Linked DNA regions of Mus musculus: regions 2, 3, 4, 5, 6 and 7 are each linked to region 1. A link is a contact called in public Hi-C and HiChIP or PLAC-seq data. All regions are on one chromosome and are shown on one strand. The core of a region is the stretch at or near the end of the contact, and the rest is flanking DNA. Distances in the headings are between cores, read along the strand shown.

Region 1 (2,755 bases), core at 144-2,643:
GGCTAGTCTGGAGTAGAACTGAGGATCTAGGCAGGGGGCTGCTGCTTTGGGGGATTTAAGGAAGGTGGGAAGGAAGGCGTCTCAGGTCTTCATTGTCTGTCACCTGATGGCCACGCTCAGATCACCAGTGTTAACGAAACCCTGGTGCCTGGAGGCAGGTGGGTACTCCCCTCCCTTGCCCTGAGCCAGTCTGACTAATTTACAGCTTTTTATTTTTCTTTGTTACCCCCAAAGGCTTCTTTCTGAGGTGACAAATGGTGGGGGTGGGGGTTGGTTTCAAGTTTTCACATTACTGAGTGGAAATAACACCCCATCCACACAACCTTTCTATTTAAAAAAAAAAACAATCAAAAGCCAAAACACAAACAAACAAACAAAAATCAAAAACCAAACCAAACCAAAAGCAAAAAGCAGCTCCTACAGAACAGGCAAGCTTCACCTTGAAAGCACTGAACAAGTCCCCATCTTTGGCCTTCTTTTGCTCAGAGAACTGAAGAGTTCAGAGGAGAGGGCTGAGCAGTGGCAGGGACCACCCCTCTAGAGGTGGCAGCACCTGCCATTTTGCTAAAAGTTAGGGGAAGACCTTCTGTTCCTCCAGCTCCGGGTTTGCATGGGTTCCCATGGCCTGTGGTAGAGTGCAGGACGCGCGGGACTGTCAGCTCAGGGTGAGGAGGGACGGAGTGGGGAGGAATCGGCTCTCTTCCTTAGCTAATTTGATCCTGTAGGGCCGGGACTAATGTCTCTCCCTGAGAGAGGGCTCTTTAGGTAGAGAGGTAGGTGGGAAAACACAGGCTCCATCTGGCACGTAGAGACTGGGGAGGGGGTGCCACCCCCTCCTGTCTTTGGCTGGTAGCATTATAAACTACCCCCTGCCAGGGGCAGATGGCCTCCATGGCAGATGGAGACTAGGCCAGCAGTGGGATGGGCTTCCTAGCCTCAGCCTGGCCTCCTCACAGGCTAATAAGACAACCAAGGAGGCAGTGACAGGACAACTTCCCTCCTCCCCCCCACTCCCGCCCCCATCTCTCCCCTCGCGTGTGTACGGGCACGTGTGCGCATGCGCACCCCCCCCCTTTTTTTTTTTTTTTAAACTAGTCTGTGGAAGAAGTAAGGCGCTCCCAGATAGAGCCAGTGGATATCAAGACACTGTTTACTCTGTAGTTTGGGGTGGCAGGTGCTTAGGCCTAACACTGCCCACCTGTCTGGGTTCCTGATGCTCCGCATCGTTGGTTCTCCAGCGAGGCTGATAGTCTCTGGGGTTGGGAGACTGCTGCCGCTAGAGCTCAACTTGCTAGATGAAGATCCTTTCCTAGGTCCCCAGAGCATGGGCCTGGGCAGCAGCTCCTCCCCGAGGACGCACCCCTTTATTATGCGTTCCTGCCCCCTCGCTGCTCAGGCAGGCAGCGGCCTTCATTAGCCAAGGAGCCGGGGTCTGTTTTGGCTGCCTCATCAGCATCAGTGAACTGCGTCCCTGCGAGATTTGATACAATTTAATTAACCTAATTAAAAGCTCTGATTGCAGAGATGATTGGGGTAGCGCCAGCAGCGACTGCATATTTATAATGAGCTGCAAGGTGTGGGACCGCAGCCAAACGCCACGCATCCTAATGAGCGGGAGCCGGGAGCCAGGGAGCGGGAGAAGGAACGTTTATTTTTGGCAACAATGCCCAGTTCCTCCCTGCCAGGGAGTCAGAGACCCAGGGAGCAGAGACCGACCTGCCCACCACTCTCTTCTGCACAAGGTGAAAGCAGAAATGTGGGCTTTTCCTGCAGGCGGTGTTGCGCCTTTGGACACCCCCCACTTGCCCGGAACTCGGTGCTAGGGTCTCTGTTTGCAGAGTGGGGGTGGGGTGGCCGGGGCCCTTCCGCTGTTTCTCTCCATCTCTGGGAGCTCGGGACCACCTTCAGAGCCGTTCTGAAGACACAAGGTCCTGACTCATTTCCAGGCTCTCCTCTTAAATTTGTAAAAGGAAAGGAGGCCAACCAAGACAAGCTCAAAGGTGAGGCGAGATGTCAGAAAAGGGGTCTGAATGTCCAAGAGTCCCAAGTGAGGATCCTGGGCCTAGAGCAGGTAGGAGAAACAGCAACATAAACTCCCTGCTCATTCTACAAGTTGGAGTCTGGTATACCCAGCTCCTGGCTCCCTCCGAGGACCCTGCCCACCTCCCCTGGACTCTCCTCTCCCACTGCCTCTGTCTAGGGGAAATCTCGGTTTGTCTGACTCAGCGCTTCCGCTGTAAATCACATCTAATAATAACGAGAGTGAGAGCTGAGGCAGAGATGCTGTGGGTGAAGGGACGCACTGCCCAGGTGTTAAGGGGGCAGGGGTCCCTCGGTGAGCTCCAGAAGCCTTCATCAGAGGCCAGGAGGGAGAAGCAGGAAGTGGCCTTCTAGCCCCCTAGTCCCTCCTGTTCTGGAGTGTTCTTTGTATGTATGGGTCATGAGCTCAGCCAGGCTGGCCCAGCCCCCCAAAACTGTGAGCACTGCCAGGACAAGATGAGATTTGTCCCCAGCCCACCTTGCAGACTTGCAGCTTTTTAGCACCCTTATCAATCTTCTCTGTGGGTTTAATCATCTCTCTGTCATCCTGCAGGGCCAGCCCTCCCCTTCTGGAGCTCTTCAGCCCCAGCCCCTCCCCCAGGCACAACCCTCTTCCCTCACCTGACACCCCTGGTAAGAGAGACACAGTGGACCAGGGTGGTTTGGCCTTACATTTCAGTGGTAAGGGCTGAGTCAGGGGCTAGCTTTAAAGAAA
Region 2 (3,138 bases), core at 176-2,675, 270 kb after region 1:
GCTTTTACACTTCCATGTATACAGGAGCACATATGTCCCCAGACTTTCCCTCTACTACTGATGCACACATGTGCACAAAGTGTGTGTATCCCTCCCCAGATGTGAGAATATACAAACACACACTTATACCAGCACAAAAATATGGGCTGCCAGTTCCAGTTCATAGTAGCTGCTTCCCGTCATAAAATAAAACTCTGGATTCATCACAGTGTCGTCCCCAGTCCCTGTTCTCGAGTCCTCCCGCCATATAGCTCAAATTAAATAAGAGGGGGAAGACCTAAGCCCAGAGCAGAGAGCCACACATAGAGATCGCAATCACCACACAATGTTGCTGGTTGCAAGGAATGGATGTTGAGCACTGAATGTTAAAAATTGTGTTGAATTAGATAAGAAAATCCCGTGTAGACTTTGTTAATGATTCATAATCAGCTAATAAGCTCATCTTGAGGAGAATAATGATCCACGGACCTGTTGGCTCGTTTATCACTGTGTTTTACAACATTGGCAAAGAAACTAATTAAATCCCCGCATCATTACAGAGAATCCCTTTTAATAGAGATACAATGATGCACTAGAGGCTACAGATTACACTGCAAATTGTACCAGGAGATTTTGGACAGCGGGTTTTAATTAACATGTGAGCCAGAAGCAGCTCGTTTAAATAATAACCGGGGCTGCAACCATCTGTAAAACCGAGCCAGCCAGTAGGAGGAGGTGGGGAACTGAGGCCCTGGGAGGCAAGGGGAGGGTTGGCTGGGAGCTGGGAAGTATTTCAAAGTTAGGGCTCCGGGGGCCAGGAAAGAAACTGAGGCAGGGATCAAACTATATATGGGGAGGTACAAACTGTAGCCACATCAGCTTTCAGAATCGGAGCAGTTGAAGGACCACATCTCTAGCTAGGGAATCTCAAGGCTGGGTCTTCATCCATTGTGACGGAAGGGTCAGGTGGTCTCCTGAGAAACCACTCCCTTCCCATTTAGCACAACAGCCTTCAGAGAAGCCATGCTATGAATGAGCACCTACTGTCTGGAGCAGGTTCTCTGTCTGATCGGTGGCTGGTTCAGCAAGTTGCTGAAACTTGTCTTAGGGCAGGCTGGGTAGGTGCCCTGACAGGGACCCACTGCTTTAGATTTTACTTTGGAGTAGGAGCACACTTAAGGGGCACAGCCTTGGACTCCAAGGTTCTTCTGAAGGCTGGCTTTCAGAGTGGAACGTCAGACTGTCAGCCAGAAGATATACAGAAAGCCAAGTGCACATGAAGGTAGATGGGCCAGGGACGGAGCAGGAAGCTGCTGGCCATGAGTGGCATTCGCCTCCTTGGAAATGCAGCCAATCCATGTCTCAGAGACAAAGACTCATCTCCATGCAGGACGTTCTCATGGAGGGAGTTCCTAAGGACGCAACATTGTCTGAGTCACACAGCAACTGCTTGGCCTTAGTTTGAGCTACTTGTCATTCATTTGTCTTGGCAGTCCCAAAGCCTGGGTGCTTATATGTTTCCTCTTCAGGACTCTTATTTTCCTTCGTCAGTGTTGGGATGGCCCATGGCTATGATCCAGAATCATTGCCTTCAAAGTAGCCTTTCTGACAGTTGTGGGGGAGATCAAGGCAGAAGGTGGGAAGGAGTTCTCCACGAGTTCATGTTCCTCTCTCAGAGAAAAGAAGCTGAAGGCTCCTTCCACTGTGCCTTGTATATTACTCTTTTATTTTTTTTAAAGATCAGCAGCAAAATGATTCATAAAACCTTGGAAACGGGTTTAGCGTAAAGCCTCAAAGAACAATAGCTCATTGTGCTCTGAGACTCCCACCTGATGTTCTGCCAAAGGCGTGACACAGGCTCCTTCTGAGGGAGCTGCACCCCGACAGTCACTCCCAGCTTGCACTATTCCTGGGCTTCCATGGCAACACCAGGAGCATCGGCTCACGCTTGCTCGGCTAGCCTCACTAGCTGGCACAGAACCCTGGGTCCAGGCCTCAGGACCATCCCCAGCCTGGGATGTTGTTGGTAGGTGGGACGTCACTCCTACCTAACACCATGCACACAGGTGCACCTACCTATACATGCTAAGTCCTTTATCTTTGCACCTCTTGAAGCTGAAGTTCTGCACCATCTGTACTGCCTACTCCTCTTAGCCCCATCTGGCTTGGCAGCCACCTGCCTGATGTCATTTTCTTCTGTCCTTGCATTCCGTCGTGTGGCAGAGGACATAAACAATCAGATTAGAAGTCAGAGGCCACAGAGTTCAATATCCTCTCTTTTGAGAGGATGAAGAGGCGTGTGTACAGAGGGGGGAGGGGCCCATCACTCTACACAGCAGTGTGGCTTGGGACGCAGAATTGGTTTTCTTTCTTCCAGGCATGTATCACTATCCTGCATAAAAGATGGTCTCTTGTCACCTGTTCGGTTGCACTTTGAAGTGGCTCAGTTGTTTCCCATGTGGTCTCTGCTTCCCATCGAGCCTCCTTGAGCAGCTCTCCCAACCCCAACAGGGTTGATGCTGGCACCTGCTTTCTGAGCTGTCAGAACCTCTGGCACTGCCTATGTAGTGAGTCATATTTGAGTGCTTCAGATCTGGGTGGGGGAATTGTTCAAGGTTAGCTGGTCTCCCTCACTCATTCTGATGGGGAGGAAAGGAAGGCCCTGGGAGGTGGAGAGGAGTGGCTGGAGGGATTTGATCAGTGGCCCAGCTCTTAGGAGAACAAAATGTTTGAAATCAGAAATAGCTTTGGTGAAAGAAATAGCTTTCGGTATTAAAAAGTTGGGATAGAGGTAGAACAGGTGTCTTCTGGGTAGACTGTGCCCAAGCCCTATGTGGAGACAGGGGGCGGCCATACTAGCTTTCTTTATTTGGGCACTTACAGATCATCGGTGCCTCTTATTTCTCCTAATGGTGCCCAGGAATGATCTGCATTTCTAATCAGCCCCATCTCCACCTTGCAGCACAAGCAGGAAGCTGATGATATCTTCGTCTGGAGTCAGTGAGATCTGGGTTCAAATCCCAGCTCTACCCCTATTTCAGCCTAGCAAGTCTACTAGGATGGGTGGTGTGTTGGAGATGGCTTGTAAAAACTGCTAATCACATTTTAAGAATTTGGTAAACCAGCCATTAAATAAGGCCATTGCTGAAGATGAACTTA
Region 3 (2,992 bases), core at 129-2,628, 420 kb after region 1:
TATTGCACAAATAATAGGGTGTTTCGAAATCAGCGCAGCTGACACACAAAAGCTTCAACTGTGGCTCAGCTAATAACATGGGGCAGCCATCTGTGAGGCTTCTGCTAACCTAGTCAGGAGTGAGGTGAAGAGCTCAGAGAAATGCAAATGGTTTCGAAGGTTGAGCCGAAGGTCCCCCAAGAAGGCAGGAGTCAGAGATCTCTTGCATTACAGGAACAAAAGCTCTCTCTTGACAGAGCATTGAGAGGAAAAAAAAGACAACAAAATGGGATAGCCCACACTACCATCAGAAAATGCCACATTTATTCACCCAGGAATGTTTACCATGAAGAGAAATAAATTAACAAGTAAACAGAAAAGCAAGCTCCAGACATAAATACAGTGTTTGGGTCTGCGTATAAGTGGAGTGAATGGAGACGGCTTTGCTAATAGACATGGTTTAAAAGAAAGATCACCTTAAAGCACACACACTACTCACACAGATTAGCACACTACCCACCCAGCAGGGGGAGCGAACAGAAACCAAAGTCAGCTAGCATGTAACTGGGTCTCCTGGTAGTCTTGAAAACAGTGAGTTCTCCTACCTAGGTTAAGCACCTGTGCTGGAAAACTTGTGTATTTTTGCTTCTTAAACCTTGTGGTCCCCTGCCTCTGTAAAAGAAATCTGTAAGAGCCTCAAAGTTGAGGATTGCAGGTCATGGATTGGGCTGCCCCTCCCCTCGGGGGCGGGGCCATGAGTGGGCTTGTTCTGCCCCCAAATTGTCTAAAGAAAGGACACGACAGCGGGACAGTGTGGCGAAGTCTCCATTGCAGGTTTGCGGCCTTATTTGTCTGTGCTGGTGCACATACACAACAAATGCACACATGCATGCGCGCTTGTGGCCAAGGACAAACTCCAGTATTCTTCTTCAGACACTGTCTACTTTAGTTTTTGAGACAGAGTCTCTCACTAGGACTCACCAATTAGGCTGGCTGGCTAGCTAGAGAACTAGCGAGGGTCCTTTACTGCCTTTACCTCACCTTGCCTGGCTTTTGGGGGGATCGGGCTCAAAGTCAGGCCTTCCGGTTTAACAGCAAGCACTTGACCAGCCAACCCATCTCCAGTCCCTTGTCTTCTAATTGTTTTAATGCCCATTTTTCCAGAGTTCTGAGAAAACAAAACAGAATATTAAACTTGGTCCCTAAAATGAAACCCTTCCCAGAAAAGGCAGGCACTGCTACATCACAGCGTTTCTCTCCCACTGCACACGACCGTGATTTTGAGAGTCTCAGAGTTCTGACTAGAATCTATTTTGTCATCAGTGGGAAGCTGTAGTGCACCTGTTCACTAAATCAGGACAGGGTTTTGAGTTCCGATTGTCTTGAGCAGAAGAGACCTTGGAAACTGACCAACTGGCTAATCCCTGCGCCTCGGAGCACCCTTCACGTGCCCTGCCCCCAACCCTAACCTCTGGGGCTGCTCAAAAAATAGCTTTTGACTGTGGCCTTTAACAATATGATAATTTATTTAAAACAGATACAGTCCTGAAAGTGACCCACTTAAAATTATTAAAGAGATACTGTGTTTATTTTTGCTGTCCATAAAACAGAAAATGGTTTATGAATATGCAAACCGATCTGATGTAATTAGCATGATTGGCTCCTACCGCACTCTGGTTTCTGTGGTTAGAAGAGTAGATGCAGGAACTAATGAGGTCATGTTAATGCGCCTGTGAAGAGAGCTTCCGCTGTCAGAACTGCGCAGGCAGATGTCTTCGAGAATCTTTGCTTTTCTACAAAAATCACTGAAAGTGGGCTCGCGTGGGGCGAGCTCCTGCCTGTGTGCTGGGGAACCAGCAAATCGGGAGCCACTTTGCCTCCTGCATGCAAGGAGTCCAGAGGAGAAATAAAGGCCGGTGTCCACTCAGCAAATGATTAATGCCGTATTTAATTATCTAGAAAGTCTTCAACAAGTGCGAATAACTGGGACTCCTCTGGCAGCCAGCACATGCCGCACGGTCCCATTAGACAAGCTAACGTCCTATCCCTTGGCCCTTCTTAATTAAAATAAGAGGCAAAAATGTTAATTGTGTACCGACCACCTCTGGGGATTAATCTGCCCTGTTCATTGGGCCCTGCAAACCAGGAGAGCAGCTTGCTTTTCCAGAGCAGAAAGGCATCTCCCCTGAGGGCTGCCACCCCCTTGGTACATTCAGGGCCCTGCTGGGGGAGGGGGCAGGAAGGGCACAGGCAAGGAGCAGGCAGGATGCTTTTTAATCAGAATGCTCGAAGGCATGTCGCAGAAAGCTTCTTAGATATTGAACGGGACGCAGAGAACGCTATGGAGCCTTCCTTCGGCAGCATAAACATACGAACTCGAAAACCCTATTTTCAATTTCTGCCAGCTCCTCTATGGCTCTAAAAATACACCTCACCTCTTTGTACTCCCTCCTGCCAACACACACACACACACACACACACACACACACACACATTTTGTAACAGAAACAAAGAACATCTTGAGAGCTCGCTCAAATGTTAAAAGGGAGGGGTCGGTCAAAAGTGAAGAAATGAGACCTTGGTGCTAATGAGTGGCCACAAATCGCTCTGTAGAAGGCCCGGGATGTGCCAGCTGGGTGGCAACCCTCAGGGGAGATGCCTTTCTGCTCTGGATGAGTGAGCTGCTCTCTTGGTTTTCTGGGGGCCCAGTGATCAGGGAACCACCAAAGGAGACTGACTTTGCTCATTCTAAAGACAGTGAAAGAAAAGGACGTTGGTGACCCATTGGATGATCTGCACTTTGTTCTGAGATTTCGAGAGTGGCCAGGGCTCTAGAATGTTTTCCACCATGAAGGAAGTGAACCTGGATGGTCAGTTTCTCCTCTCCTTACAGGCTCAACCAGAGCCAAAGAGGAGGCTGGGAGAGGGATCATCAACCTTCCGGAGATTCTGAATTCTGCCTCCCAGGTTTGCATTCACCTTCCCTCGTTTGAGCTCTATTCGACCTTGACAG
Region 4 (3,131 bases), core at 91-2,590, 310 kb after region 1:
GAGATCGATTCTCCTCTGAGAGCTGCTTCACTCCACCCCACATACTGATATACTGCACATTCATTATCATTTGCTCAGACCACTTTACATTTTCCTTTGGGGGCATCGCTGGGTTGTGTCGGATATGTAGAAGCACCATCTTCAATTTTGACTTATGTGGAACATTTTTTTAAATGAATATTTCAAGTTATTACTTTTGAGGAGTCTACATGTACCATTGTTAGAGGACATAGTTCGTTAACTCTCAGTCCTTTGCAGCTTATTGGGGTTTATGTTAAGGTCTGATATGTATCTCTTTGGGAGAAGAGTTGCATACTGTGGATGTCTGAGATAAGGCCCCATAGCTATGAATTAGGTAAAGCTGGCTGGTAGTGTTGCTCAGATTTCAGACTTTCTACATCCCTCTTGACTTATGAGAAGGTTGTGTTGAAGTCTCGTTATCAGAACCAATGTATGCCCTATGTATGCCCTACTTCTTGAGGATCTGCTAAAAGATATACCTGTAGTTAGGAGGGTGTGATATTTAAACGAGAGATGTTTGGTCCCTGGTTAGTGTCATTGTTCCAGAGACTGAGGAGGCCTTGCCTTCTTGAAGGCTATACATCACTGGAGGGGAGCTTTGAGAACTTAATGACTGGTCCATTTTGAGTTGGCTCTCTCTGTTTCTCCCCTGAGGTTCAAGATACGGGCACTGCCCATCTTGCTTGTTCTGACTCAGGGGGAAGCAGACCCCATCCTAGCTCTGCACAGTGGCTGTCCGCCAATTCCTGTGAGCTTCAGGTGCCAGTGGAGAGACAAATGACCAGCTCAGCCAGGCTGAAGAGGAGAATTTTGCTGCAAGACAGTGATGAGGCTCCAGGAAGCTGCAGTCCTTGCTGACAAGTTATTTTTGTGTGGGTGAAATGAGCCAATTCAAGCCAGATTATAAGTGGGGTATAGATTTTTTGGGGGGGGAATGGTTATTTGATAGCTCAGGCTGGCCTCTAACTCACCACAGTTTTCCCACTCAGCTTTCTCAGGCTAGTGCCCTAGGTATTACAGGTCTGAGCCGCCACAACCCATTGCTTCCATTAAAGAACATGCTACATTTTTCAAAATTAAAGGTATCTTTTTAGGAAAGGGTCACAAAGCAACGGGAGTGACAGACTGCAGCTTACATCCAACTTCAACCCCAGAGCCTGTGCTCAGCCCCAGGCTCGCTCCTCCGGTTCAGGCCTCTGTCATACAGTGAGAAAGCTGATGTTTAAAGAGGAGAAGGGATTTGTCCAGGGTCACAGAACTAGCAAGCAACTCACAGTAGCTCAGAACTCAGTTTATCTGACTACAAAGCCCTGTACTCTCAACGTGGCGCTGCCTCTGGTGGCTTCCCACCCTCTGACTGCCACTGTTCCTGCACCTTTGACTCCAAACAGAGACCCCTCCGTCACCAAATAATGTGATCAAATCAAACCTTCTTTCCATACAATTAGAAAACATAACAGGTTACAGCATTTAAAAAAAAAAAAAGCAAAAACCTCCAAAGCTGCTCAAAGCTAATTAATTTCTATTACTAGTGAGAGAGGACCCACTTAACATGTCTTTTCTTATTCAAATTACCATTGACGGCACCTGCTTTTTTATTCTTGGGAAATCCTGCTACAATGCGGGTAAATTATGTAAGACTGTAGAATTTATGAAGATAAGGCAATTAGCATCACAAAACCAAGTCCGGGTTACAATTTCTGGGGAATAGAAAGAAGTGTGGTGCTCCCTTAAATGGCCCAGGGAAGTCTCACAGACTGAGTTAATCCCGAGGTAGGCAGGAAAATTGAAGGCTAAACGGTGCCCGTGATGGTGGGGACTGAATTGTCTAGTTCTTTTGGTGACAGGGGCTGTCTGTGCCGAGAAGGCAGAAGCCTGGACATCTCCTGCTTCCCCTGGGAAGAAGAGGGGTGGATACAGGATTCCGGTGGCGGGGAGGAAGAGGAAGTTTTAAGGATTTTTGGTGTTTGGGGTCAAGCAGAGTCCTTCACCTCGGGGTGGGGGGTGGGGAGCACCCGGGATGGATTTTTAAAGTTTTCACTGTGGCTCAGCCACAGTGCAGCTGCTGCTCGACAGGTGCACACTTACAGTGCTTCTGTGAGATTTCAGGCTGCTGGAGGGCTCTTCAAGTCACAGTGAGCCTGGAGAGGGCCTGGAGATCCCTGCCAAGGGTCACAGAGCTCAGGAGGTGAAGGTAGGAGGGGTCGGAGTTCAAGGTCATCCTAAGGTTTGTTCACAGTGAGTTTGGTCCAGCCTGGGCTATCCAAGACCCCATCTGCATAGACCAAAATAAGTAAGTAAGTAAATAAATATACACAAATAATAAATTTAAATAATTCTTTTTATATAATTATGGTATATTTTATTAGATAATAAAAGTAAATAAATAAGTAAGTAAACAAACAAACAAAAGATCCAATGGCACCCTTGAACTAGGAACACTTGATTGAATAGCTAGAGATGCTGTAGCTATGGGGTTTTCTTCTGAGAGTGTGTGCAAAACTTAAGGTGTGGATTATGTCTACTTGCATGTCTGGGTGTACAAGTTCTATTAAATGCTGAGCAAGTTTTAGGCCACTTCCTCTGAATTGGAAGCCAACTTATATTATTTGGGGTCAGGAACAGACAAGAGCCTTCCCCACTCCCAGACAAAAGCACGGTGACTCCTGCTGCTGGGCACATCTGGATGGGTTAAGATTAGGATGTGTGTGGTAGAATCTGCCTTCTGGGCTCTGGCTTTGAATATCAACTGCTAGCCATTCAACTAGTCCTTACCTGTGGGAGCTTCCCCTGCAGCCACTCCTGCTCCACAGGAGTGTGGACAAGAAGATGGTTCAGGTCCCTCAGCATTTGGAAAGTTTGGCAAGGAAGGGTTGGGCTGAACGCCAGCCCTTAATCTGCTTCCTTGTGCCCTTGTATGAAGACGACCTGATGTCAGCTGAACTAGGAGGTGAGCCATTGGTTTCCAGTTCTCCCTACCTCCCTCCCTCCTTCCCTCCCTCCCTCCTTCCCTCTCTCCTTCCTTCCCTCTCTCCTTCCTTCCTTCCTTCCTTCCTTCCTTCCTTCCTTCCTTCCTTCTTTCCTTTCTTCTTCCCTCCTCTCCTCCTCCC
Region 5 (2,853 bases), core at 329-2,828, 470 kb after region 1:
CTGGTGAGATGGCTCAGTGGTTAAGAGCACCGACTGCTTTTCCAAAGGTCCTGAGTTCAAATCCCAGCAACCACATGATGGCTCACAACCATCTGTAATGGGATTTGATGCCCTCCTCTGGTGTGTTTGAAGACAGCAACAGTGTACTTATATACATACATACATACATACATACATACATACATACATACATACATACATACATACATACAAAGGAAGGAAGGAAGAAGGGAAGGAGGGAGAAAGGAAGGAAGAAACAAAAGATACCCAATGTTGGTCAAGGATTCTGTTATATCATCAAGAAGAGTTAGCCATAAGGACAGTACTCTGAGATGGTGTGGAAAGGGTTGGTCATCCCTCTCCCTGTCCAGACTCTGCCTCTGGGAAGAACTCATGAAGAACTAACAGTTGACGGATTCCAACCTGGTTAATGACAAGATGAATCTTAGTGGTGAAGAATGAGTGTGTCCTGTATCTGAGGCTTAACGAGTTTCAAGAGTTCCAGTGACTTGTCATACAGCATGAAGCATGATGATGAGAGCCGGGGGACAGGCTGGGACTGGATTCAGGAAGAGTCCCTCGAGGTTCTTGCAGAGCATCTGGAGTTTGTGCTTGTGCCATGGGAGGGCTGTGAGCCGAGAAGTGGACACAACTGTGTAAAGACTTCCTCCAGCTACTGGGTAGAGAATAGGCCTTGGAAATACAAGGCAGGAAGCAGTGATATGATCTAAGGAGCTGCTACTGTGGCCTAGGACAAGACGGTGACAACCGGGGAGCACCTACGACACAGTTGAGGAGGAGAATACGTCTGGGTATAATGTGTGTCGGCCATTAAATACGCTCATTGGTGTGGGAATGGAAAGCAAAGAAGAATCCAGACTATCCCATGGCTTTGCAGGGTGAGCACACCGATGTGGTTACTGACTGAGAAATAGTGACCGTGTATATGTGAATACTCGGGGCAGCACAGGGCAGGGTATGCTTTGCTAGAGATCAAGTTTTGCTTTGAGCATCGAAGCCTTCAGATGTCTACAAAGCCCTCAAGAAGAAACTGAAGTGGAGCAGGTACGTGTGCCGGTAAGAGCACAGAATAGGGCTAGAGAGCATGTTTTGACATCATTAGCATATAGATGCTATTCCAGAGCAAGGCCTGCACTGAGGTTACCTAAGGAAAGAGCCACAGTGGAAGAAGTCCAAACACTGATCCTCAAGGGGTTCTGTGGATCAAGGATCCACAGCCCTATAGATCAAGGGCAGTCTTCAGTCTTGACTTCGGCCTTGGCCCTTACAGGCCGCACGCCCGGCAGGATAAACTGCGGGGAAGAACTGAACCTCCAAGACCATTTTGAAACTAATTTGAATACTGTATGTACATAATTAAAAACAGTTGGCCCCAAAGATTAATAACTCCTTCTACATCTTCCTTTGACAGGCGCTGTGATTTGCCGGGTGGGGCGGGCGGGGCGGGTTCGTTCTGAGTTGTTTAACACCTTCACGTTGCTTTAAGCAAAGTGTGGGGCGGCGACAGAAAATGCCACATTGCAGATGCCTGACTCAGGGACGGGACTCTGACTTCACGCCTCCGATCGAGGCAGAGACTCACTTCTGACGGAGGAAAAGTATTATAAAAATATATATGTAACACATATTCTATTCCTGATTTAGGTCTATAATCTTATGAGCCAGACTGTAATGAATAAAGTTATAATTAGCTGTAGATGAAGAACACGCAGCCGTGTTTTCTAGGGTGCACTTTAGGGCTCCGGTCCAATCTGCACATTTACAAGCTGTGCTATTCTCATCGACTTCCACAGACTCCACTCAGAGACAGAAGAAGCTGCATTATTGATTATAGAGTGTGCATCTCGCTTATCTCTCTACTACACCCTGTGGGGTGTGCAAACACAAGAGGAAGGAACAGCCAGGAAACCAGGAAAACACAACCCCATCCTCACGAAATCTTCCCCCAAATAGCAGCGTGGATGCTTGATCTAGGCCAGAAAACCTCTGGCATATCACCCCCACCACTACCCGCTACCTACACGATTTATAAGTTTGAGCGGATTAGATAGAGATGACCTTGAACTGCTGCCACGTGTGCCGAGAGACCCTAGGCAAGTCATTTCCTCTCTCTGGACCCCGGCTTTCCATCTGTGAAATGAAGCGTGGACCTGATTGTCTTCAAGGGCTTTAACATGTGTTCTAGCCGATGAAACCCAGAGCATGTCACCAGGCAATGTCCTGAAGGACCAAGACCCTTGCTGTCTAAGATCCTGGCCCCTACATACTTCTTCTATATGTTTGATGTAGTCTATAATAGCGTGTGCTGAAGGTTTAATAACTGGCTCCTCCATGTAAAAGCTCTAGTTTGTAGTGTCTACCAATTCCTGCAGTGTAAATGCTACTGCTATGGTGGGTCACAGTACCAGCATGGTGTCACTGAAGACAGAGCTGAGAGGAAAGAGAACATTACCATTTCTGCTAACCAGTCAGCTTTCCAGCCATGTTGGGAGTAACTGCTCAGTTTTCTCCACTGCTCTGGACACATACTAGGTAGGGGCCAACGCTACTGAAGGTGCTAAGGATACTGGCCTTTGGGCCCTTTTCTGGCAAGCAAACGACTACCTTCTCACTATATCTCACGCGCGCACACACACACACACACACACACACACATACACACACACACACACAGAGAGAGAGAGAGAGAGAGAGAGAGAGAGAGAGAGAGAGAGAGAGAGAGAGAGAGTAGGGGAGAAAACACATACATTGGAGTCTCTTTCTTATAGGATGTCAGTTCTATGAAATCAAAATCCCGTTATGACCTGTTAGGCTTTTAATCTGAAATGCAGC
Region 6 (3,092 bases), core at 78-2,577, 490 kb after region 1:
TTAAGACAAATATTTAACCCATGATTGAAATTATGCTTACAGAATAAAGGAGGCCTTTTCTTAGTGATAAAAGTAACATTAGAATGTATTGTGCTAAAGCAAACACATGCACGAAGTATTTCAGAACCCTGCTAGAGTTCTAGTCTGCAGAGCAGAAACACTCTGCAGGTCTGGGGTGATGGTGAAGTTGGTAAGGCACTAGTCTTGAAACCACAAGGCTCCCCAGAGTTTGAGGCTCACCAGAACCCTGCCAAGCCTGGTGTTGAGGCTTGTAACACCAGCACTGAGGGCAGTTAAGGTCCTCTGGAGAGCCGATCTAACCTAAATGGTGGGTTCCAGGTCAGTGGGAAACCCTATCTCAAAGGAGGTGAACACCATTCCTGACGATGGCTCCTGAGGCTGTCCACTGGCCTCCACATGCACACATTTACACCCACATACGTGTGTGTGCATGCACATGCATATGTCCCGGTGTCTCCACGGGGACATTGCAGAGGGGGATTGGCATGGTGAGCCTGCCAGAGTGTTGCCGTGCCTTGTCTGCTAACACAAACTCCAGCCTCTCATGGGACCTCATCTTCATGATGGACTCGGCCACATGTCACCTGGTACAGGGCATCTCAGGCACCTGTGTTTCCTGGTGCCTTTCCACTGATCTCCAGTCCAAGAGTCCCAGAAATCCCAGGGGCGGTCAGACTGCTGGGACAGTGAATGGAGAAGGAGACCTTAGCATTTTTGGCCCCTGGGGTACACTTTGGCTCAGAGGATCGAGAAGGAGGCTCACAGTCAGCTTTGGCATAGAGGTGCAGCCCACTGACTGGGAGTAGGAAGCCTTAGTGGATGTTGCTTTGGTTATCCCAAATCCCAGAGCATAATAGTGACTGGGGCTAGATAAGAGCTGAGGACACTTCTCAATCCTCCTAGGTCCTCAAGAACCCTTGAAGTGACTTGAAGGACCAGGCCTAGCTACCAAGGAGACAGAAAACGCAGGGATGTGAGGGGCAGCTGGGACTGGTAACAGAGGGTGTGGGGAGATTAGCAGGGGAAAAAATGGAGGCAGCTAGGAATGGACAGGACAGGGAGGGGTGTTGCAAAGACGGAAGAGAGACCTGAAAATAGACAGAAACTGGCAAGACCTGACGGGCCCAGAGTGGTGTATGGGAAAAATGTATGGAAAGCGCTGATGCAAAGAATCTAGCTGGGTGAGTAAGATGGAGGGGGCGCGGGGACCCGGGCGCCTGGCGAGTCTGGGCCGCTGCTACTCAAACACAGGCGCGGGCGCCCTTTGGAGAAGTCGGCGCTCAGCGGAAACGCTAACTCCGCGGGCAAGAGCAAATGTAAAGAGCCCTGAGAGCACTTTGTGCAAATATCAGGCCGGGAAGTGCTGCGCCCGCGGAGCTGCCGGGCACCTCGGCGCCCCCGCGCCCTCGGCTGCGCGCTAATTCACTTTGCCGTCACCTCCCCGGGCGGGGGGCGGCGGGGCGCGGGCAGACGAAGCGTTCTAAGGGCGCGGGGCAGCTCGCGGGGCTCTGGGGCCGCGGCCCTGCCTAATGGAGCAAAAGACAGATCAGCAGAAGCCGGGCAGGTGCAGCGGGAGGGCGAGCATCGCCAGCGGTAAAGTCAGAGCCAGAGCTGCAGGGAGGACTGACTGTGTCGGGGGTCCTGTCCTTGAATTTGGGGGCTCCCACCTGTAGGTGGTCAAACTCTCTCAGCAAGACCTCCTGAGCCTCTGAGAGAAAAGGATGAGATGGAAAGGGATGCTGGAGAGGAACGAGGTTCCTAAATGCTCAAGGGCAGTTAACCATTTACCACTGTATAAGTGTCTGATGTGTAAATGCAATAATGCTTTTAACAAAAGCCCACCTTACAGATGAAACGGTTAAAGCACAGAGAGAGCCAGTCACCCATTCAGGGTTGCACAGACAGTAGCTCGCTGGTGAACAGTCTCAATCTGGCCTCAGAATTTACTCTCGAGCCCCTGACAGGGATCTGTTTTATGGATGCATTCATTTTTCTTGGGAGGGAAAGGAGGCTCAAAACTCTGGAACTGTGAGCCAGGTAGTGAAGCCTCAAGACACTAAGGGGTCGGCTCAGAAAACACGAGTGTGGGTGGATTCGCGGGACTCCAGTTCAATGTCGTGTTCACCACTAAGATGTTGAGAAATGGATTCAGCCTATGGTCGCGGGCCTATCAATCAACCTCACAGGGTTATTGTAAAGATTTGGTTAGAAAGCGTGCATGAGGAGCCTGGCCCGATATCAGCCTTGGTGAATTTATTTGATTGATATTTACCAAGAGTGGGCTCGATGCTCTTGCAGGAAACAGGGGTTAGTTCCCAACACCCAGGTCTCATGACTCATAACTGCCTGGAACTCCATTCCCTGTGGAACCAATGCCCTCTTCTGGCCTCTGAGGACACCTGTATATACCACTACCATCCCCGCCCCACCCAACACAAATGAAAGTAAAATAAACCTTACAGAAATAGCTGTACTGGGGCTGGAGATGTAGCTCAGTTGGAGAGTGCTTGCTTAGCATACAGGAAACCTTAAGTTCATTCACCAATCTCAGTATAAACTGGGTGTGATGATATATACTGTGATATATACTGTGATATCAGCACTTGAGCGGTAGAGGCAGAGTATCAGACACTCAAGGTTACCGGGACTACATCTCTAATTTTAGGTTAGTGTTGGCTACAAGAGAGTTTCTCTCAAAAACAAAACAAAACAAAAAATGATCTGTACTGGATCCTTACAAAACAGAGATGCCTAAGCTAGAGATCTCACCCCCAATGTGAGTTTGTAAGACAGGAGACCGGTCAAGTGAACAATGTATTCAAGGTTATCCTTAGAGGAGGAGGGAAATGTCTGGAAAGTGCCCAAGGATCCATCCAGAGGACCACATGAATGACGCCAGGAAGATCTCTCTGCGGAAGGGCAGCTGATGGCAAGAGATGAGGTGGAGCCAGTCAGAAGAAACAGAATTGCAATTATGTCCTGGAGAGAGCATAGCCAAAGCCAAGGTGCTGGGGCAGGAACAAGCTTGGCGGGCGCCAGGCATTGGTAGCGGAAGTTCAGCAAATGGGGGG
Region 7 (2,944 bases), core at 369-2,868, 400 kb after region 1:
GAAAAGTACCTCCCAGCAGCCATCCCTTTCAATCTCTCTCTCTCTCTCTCTCTCTCTCTCTCTCTCTCTCTCTCTCTCTCTCTCTCTCTCTCTCTCTCTCTCTCTCTCTCTCTCTCTCTCTCTCTCTCTCTCTCTCTCTCTCTCTCTCTCTCTCTCTCTCTCTCTCTCTCTCTCTCCCTCTCCCTCCCTCCCTCTCTCCCTCCCTCCCTCCCTTCCTCTCCCCTTCCTCCCTACGTCTCTCTTCCTTCCCTACATCCATCCGTCCATCTGTCTGTCTGTTTCTGCCTACTTTCCCTTTATCCTAACTCTAAGCTCAGTTGCAGAGAACCCTTGGGGGAAACTCCAGCTGGCCACGCACCAGAAATAATGGATGAGAAAGGGGTCCCAGTGGTCCACCAGTTCCAAGACCCCACGGTGGGCTCCTCTCTTCCTCCCTTTCTCCTGACATTTCGCTACCAAGGATCCCCCACGGCTGTAGGCTCCTGTGTTTTCGTATTTCTCACTGCGGCTGGGCTCTTTCTGAGTCCTCCCTCCCCACCCCAGGTTTGTCTCTGTGGATCCTACAGAGCTGATCCTTGGCAAGGCTGTCAACGCTCCCCGGCACAATATTAGCAATTTAAATGCCTCTTTGCCAGGCCTGATGGAGCTGATTCGGTTGTGATCCTGGGCATATGGATGGCATATTTGCCGCGAGCTAGGTGAGACGCGTCCCAGAAGGACCGCCGCCAGCCCCCCCGCAGCCGCTTCCCCACCCGCTCGCTCCCGGCGGCCGGAGCCAGCGGTCCCTGCTGCCCACTTTGTCTCCACCGGGGGCCCCCGCTGCTGGGGGACAAATCTTTCATTCATGAACGGGAGCTTGTTAGGCCAACTCCGGACTCTAAAGCCACTTAATTAAATTGTGGAAAGTTGCTTGGCCCCGGTGGGAAATTTGCACACAAAGGCACCGGGGTCGGGGCGCTCCCTCCAGCCGGGAGCCACACAACAAAAACGGGCTACACCGCGCGCTCGCGGCCCCCAGCTCTGCACCCCGGCTCCCCTGCCTCCCCCCGCCCCCCGCCACTGCTACGCCTGCAAAAGCGGAGCCCCTCATTACAGGGCGTTTGTTAGGGCATGTTTTCCCAGCGATTCACTGACGGGCCTTTCTTTCCTTCCTCGGCAATCAAGGGCGGCAAGTGGAGGCTGAGAGTCCTCCATGGCCTGATTGCTGAATTTCCAAAGGGAAGAGTGTAAACAGGTACATTGAAAAAGGCTCTTTTGAACAATTATGTAAACATTCCAAACACTATTTGAAAACTTTCACAGTGGAACCGTCACGTGGGGCATTCTTGTTTAATTGTGCGGGGACAATGCTTGCTGGCTGGCTACCCCAGCTGTCTGCAAGACCCTGCGAGGAGACCGCCATGGGTGTTCCGGCTCCCCTGGCCTTACAGAAGCCTGCCCTCGGAGCAGAGGCCCGTCCTCTTTCTTCTGCCCGGGTTTCTTCGGGATCTAGTCCAGTGTTCTGCCCATGGGGTGGGCTGGAAATTCTCGACGCAAGTTGCCTGTAGATGCTCAGTGAAAACTTCTATGCAGAGCAGGCTTTTCTTCAAAGCATTAAAGATACCAAGCAACATTGTTGGCAAGATTCCCCTCCCCATGGGAACGCCCCTGGCTCAACGTTCCCGCCTCTCCTATTCTGTCTCTAGTTTGCTCTCTCTTCTGCCTTTGTTTCCATGTGGCTTGGAGTCTCATGATTCGTTAACTGATTATGTTGCTGGAAGTTGGAAGAATTTAAGTGCCACACGCATATTGCTTCATCTCTTACTTTCTGGGGACACCAGGGTTGCGGCGGCTTCTCATGCATACTTTTTAATCATTTTATATCCAGTCTCCCAGCGTTTGGGATCCATCCAGCCCACAGCTACTGTGTCTCCAGCTTTGCAGGGAATGCCTGGGCGAGCACTGTCAATCTGGAGACTGGGGCACAGCTTGTTCAGTTTTTGTTTCCTAAAGTCTAGTTCTTAAATGCTAGGGAGTAAAGGGATGGGAGTGGCGGGGGGGGGGGTCCTAAATGTTTAACGAGAAGGCATATTACACATATGAGGATCATGGAGACATAGAAGATGTTTATAACAATAAAGTTTTTTAAAAAAGGAAAGGAAGAAAGAAAAAGAAAAAAAAATCAAGCCATAAAATTCTATCTTCACTGTAGCAGCCAGACCAAGAAACACCCAAATTTGCCAAAGGATGGGAAAGGACCAAGTAGGGCCGGGCGTGGGTGGTGGCATATGCCTTTAATCCTAGCACTTGGGAGGCAGAGGCAGGCTGATTTCTGAGTTCGAGGCCAGCCTGGTCTACAGAGTGAGTTCCAGGACAGCCAGGGCTACACAGAGAAACCCTGTCTTGAAAAAAAAGAAAGAGAGAAAGAAAGAAAGAAAGAAAGAAAGAAAGAAAGAAAGAAAGAAAGAAAGAAAGAAAGGAAGGAAGGAAGGAAGGAAGGAAGGAAGGAAGGAAGGAAGGAAGGAAGAAAGGAAGGAAGAAAGGACCAAAAGGACCAAGTAGAAATGAAAACACTTTTTCCGGAGAATGGGAGTCTTTAATGTCCATGTATTGCCTTGTCAAGGCAAGGTTTAAAAATACTGGAAAACGCCTCTGTGCACAGGTGGTTAGATATAAAAGCCACCCCAATAGCCTGCAGAGAGTCATCCACCCCGGCCCGCAGCACCGACTATCCATGCACAGGATTGGGACCAGAGCTTCCGAGCAAATTCCTCCAGTGTAAAGAGAAGTCGAGGCTTATCTGTGTGTGGAGTCCCTAGGAGGCAAGCACAGAACCACAACTACAAGATGAGTCAGAAATGAGGTCGACAGAAAGAGCCATGCTCAATAGGGTCATTTGAAGAGCAGGGGCCAGAAGGGAAAGTTCTTTTTTTTTCCCTCTCACAGGACTCCCTGAATACGTGGG

The links. A called contact is a pair of places that touch in the nucleus more often than the background predicts. HiChIP or PLAC-seq counts read pairs in DNA pulled down with a chosen protein or histone mark.
Region 2: a contact with region 1 is called in a Hi-C map of cortical neurons, with 3 times the contacts expected there. The contact joins two enhancer-like sites. A contact is called at or near these places in 1 of 39 promoter capture datasets (liver), 1 of 15 datasets of contacts at CTCF or cohesin (the NIH/3T3 cell line), 32 of 484 Hi-C or Micro-C datasets (the HL-1 cell line, the STO cell line, cerebral cortex and 12 more), 13 of 115 datasets of contacts at active chromatin or transcription factors (craniofacial prominence, embryonic basal ganglia, embryonic forebrain and 6 more) and 3 of 9 other capture datasets (embryonic stem cells, embryonic tail and embryonic trunk).
Region 3: a contact with region 1 is called in an H3K4me3 HiChIP or PLAC-seq map of forebrain, with 4 times the contacts expected there. The contact joins two enhancer-like sites. A contact is called at or near these places in 1 of 484 Hi-C or Micro-C datasets (cortical neurons), 9 of 115 datasets of contacts at active chromatin or transcription factors (craniofacial prominence, embryonic basal ganglia, embryonic forebrain and 5 more) and 1 of 9 other capture datasets (embryonic trunk).
Region 4: a contact with region 1 is called in an H3K4me3 HiChIP or PLAC-seq map of embryonic basal ganglia, with 2.3 times the contacts expected there. The contact joins two enhancer-like sites. A contact is called at or near these places in 2 of 15 datasets of contacts at CTCF or cohesin (both in embryonic stem cells), 21 of 484 Hi-C or Micro-C datasets (differentiating embryonic stem cells, embryonic stem cells, extraembryonic ectoderm and 4 more), 9 of 115 datasets of contacts at active chromatin or transcription factors (embryonic basal ganglia, embryonic forebrain, embryonic hindbrain and 4 more) and 3 of 9 other capture datasets (embryonic stem cells, embryonic tail and embryonic trunk).
Region 5: a contact with region 1 is called in a Hi-C map of cortical neurons, with 3 times the contacts expected there. The contact joins two enhancer-like sites. A contact is called at or near these places in 2 of 15 datasets of contacts at CTCF or cohesin (the NIH/3T3 cell line and large pre-B cells), 28 of 484 Hi-C or Micro-C datasets (the AtT-20 cell line, the C2C12 cell line, the HL-1 cell line and 12 more), 15 of 115 datasets of contacts at active chromatin or transcription factors (craniofacial prominence, embryonic basal ganglia, embryonic forebrain and 10 more) and 1 of 9 other capture datasets (embryonic stem cells).
Region 6: a contact with region 1 is called in an H3K4me3 HiChIP or PLAC-seq map of forebrain, with 6 times the contacts expected there. The contact joins two enhancer-like sites. A contact is called at or near these places in 1 of 484 Hi-C or Micro-C datasets (epidermal suprabasal cells), 12 of 115 datasets of contacts at active chromatin or transcription factors (craniofacial prominence, embryonic basal ganglia, embryonic forebrain and 7 more) and 2 of 9 other capture datasets (embryonic stem cells and embryonic trunk).
Region 7: a contact with region 1 is called in an H3K4me3 HiChIP or PLAC-seq map of forebrain, with 5 times the contacts expected there. The contact joins two enhancer-like sites. A contact is called at or near these places in 3 of 484 Hi-C or Micro-C datasets (embryonic stem cells and nephron progenitors), 11 of 115 datasets of contacts at active chromatin or transcription factors (craniofacial prominence, embryonic basal ganglia, embryonic forebrain and 6 more) and 1 of 9 other capture datasets (embryonic stem cells).

The regions. Positions count from the first base shown.
Region 1 is chr4:124,671,284-124,674,038 of GRCm38.p6, reverse strand. No RefSeq gene overlaps it. Among named protein-coding and RNA genes, the nearest start is that of Gm38545, 4.5 kb to the right of the region's middle. Within about 2 kb of position 1,393, at least 48 of the 459 cell types and tissues checked have an H3K27ac peak or open chromatin away from gene starts, as enhancers often do. A contact at or near this core is called in cortical neurons, embryonic basal ganglia and forebrain, where this site is marked.
Region 2 is chr4:124,399,723-124,402,860 of GRCm38.p6, reverse strand. No RefSeq gene overlaps it. Among named protein-coding and RNA genes, the nearest start is that of Gm52719, 48 kb to the right of the region's middle. Within about 2 kb of position 1,425, at least 41 of the 459 cell types and tissues checked have an H3K27ac peak or open chromatin away from gene starts, as enhancers often do. A contact at or near this core is called in cortical neurons and forebrain, where this site is marked.
Region 3 is chr4:124,253,772-124,256,763 of GRCm38.p6, reverse strand. No RefSeq gene overlaps it. Among named protein-coding and RNA genes, the nearest start is that of Gm40242, 17 kb to the left of the region's middle. Within about 2 kb of position 1,378, at least 14 of the 459 cell types and tissues checked have an H3K27ac peak or open chromatin away from gene starts, as enhancers often do. A contact at or near this core is called in forebrain, where this site is marked.
Region 4 is chr4:124,358,905-124,362,035 of GRCm38.p6, reverse strand. No RefSeq gene overlaps it. Among named protein-coding and RNA genes, the nearest start is that of Gm52719, 7.4 kb to the right of the region's middle. Within about 2 kb of position 1,340, at least 8 of the 459 cell types and tissues checked have an H3K27ac peak or open chromatin away from gene starts, as enhancers often do. A contact at or near this core is called in embryonic basal ganglia, where this site is marked.
Region 5 is chr4:124,205,481-124,208,333 of GRCm38.p6, reverse strand. No RefSeq gene overlaps it. Among named protein-coding and RNA genes, the nearest start is that of Gm40242, 66 kb to the left of the region's middle. Within about 2 kb of position 1,578, at least 4 of the 459 cell types and tissues checked have an H3K27ac peak or open chromatin away from gene starts, as enhancers often do. A contact at or near this core is called in cortical neurons, where this site is marked.
Region 6 is chr4:124,177,051-124,180,142 of GRCm38.p6, reverse strand. No RefSeq gene overlaps it. Among named protein-coding and RNA genes, the nearest start is that of Gm40242, 94 kb to the left of the region's middle. Within about 2 kb of position 1,327, at least 19 of the 459 cell types and tissues checked have an H3K27ac peak or open chromatin away from gene starts, as enhancers often do. A contact at or near this core is called in forebrain, where this site is marked.
Region 7 is chr4:124,275,740-124,278,683 of GRCm38.p6, reverse strand. No RefSeq gene overlaps it. Among named protein-coding and RNA genes, the nearest start is that of Gm40242, 4.8 kb to the right of the region's middle. Within about 2 kb of position 1,618, at least 51 of the 459 cell types and tissues checked have an H3K27ac peak or open chromatin away from gene starts, as enhancers often do. A contact at or near this core is called in forebrain, where this site is marked.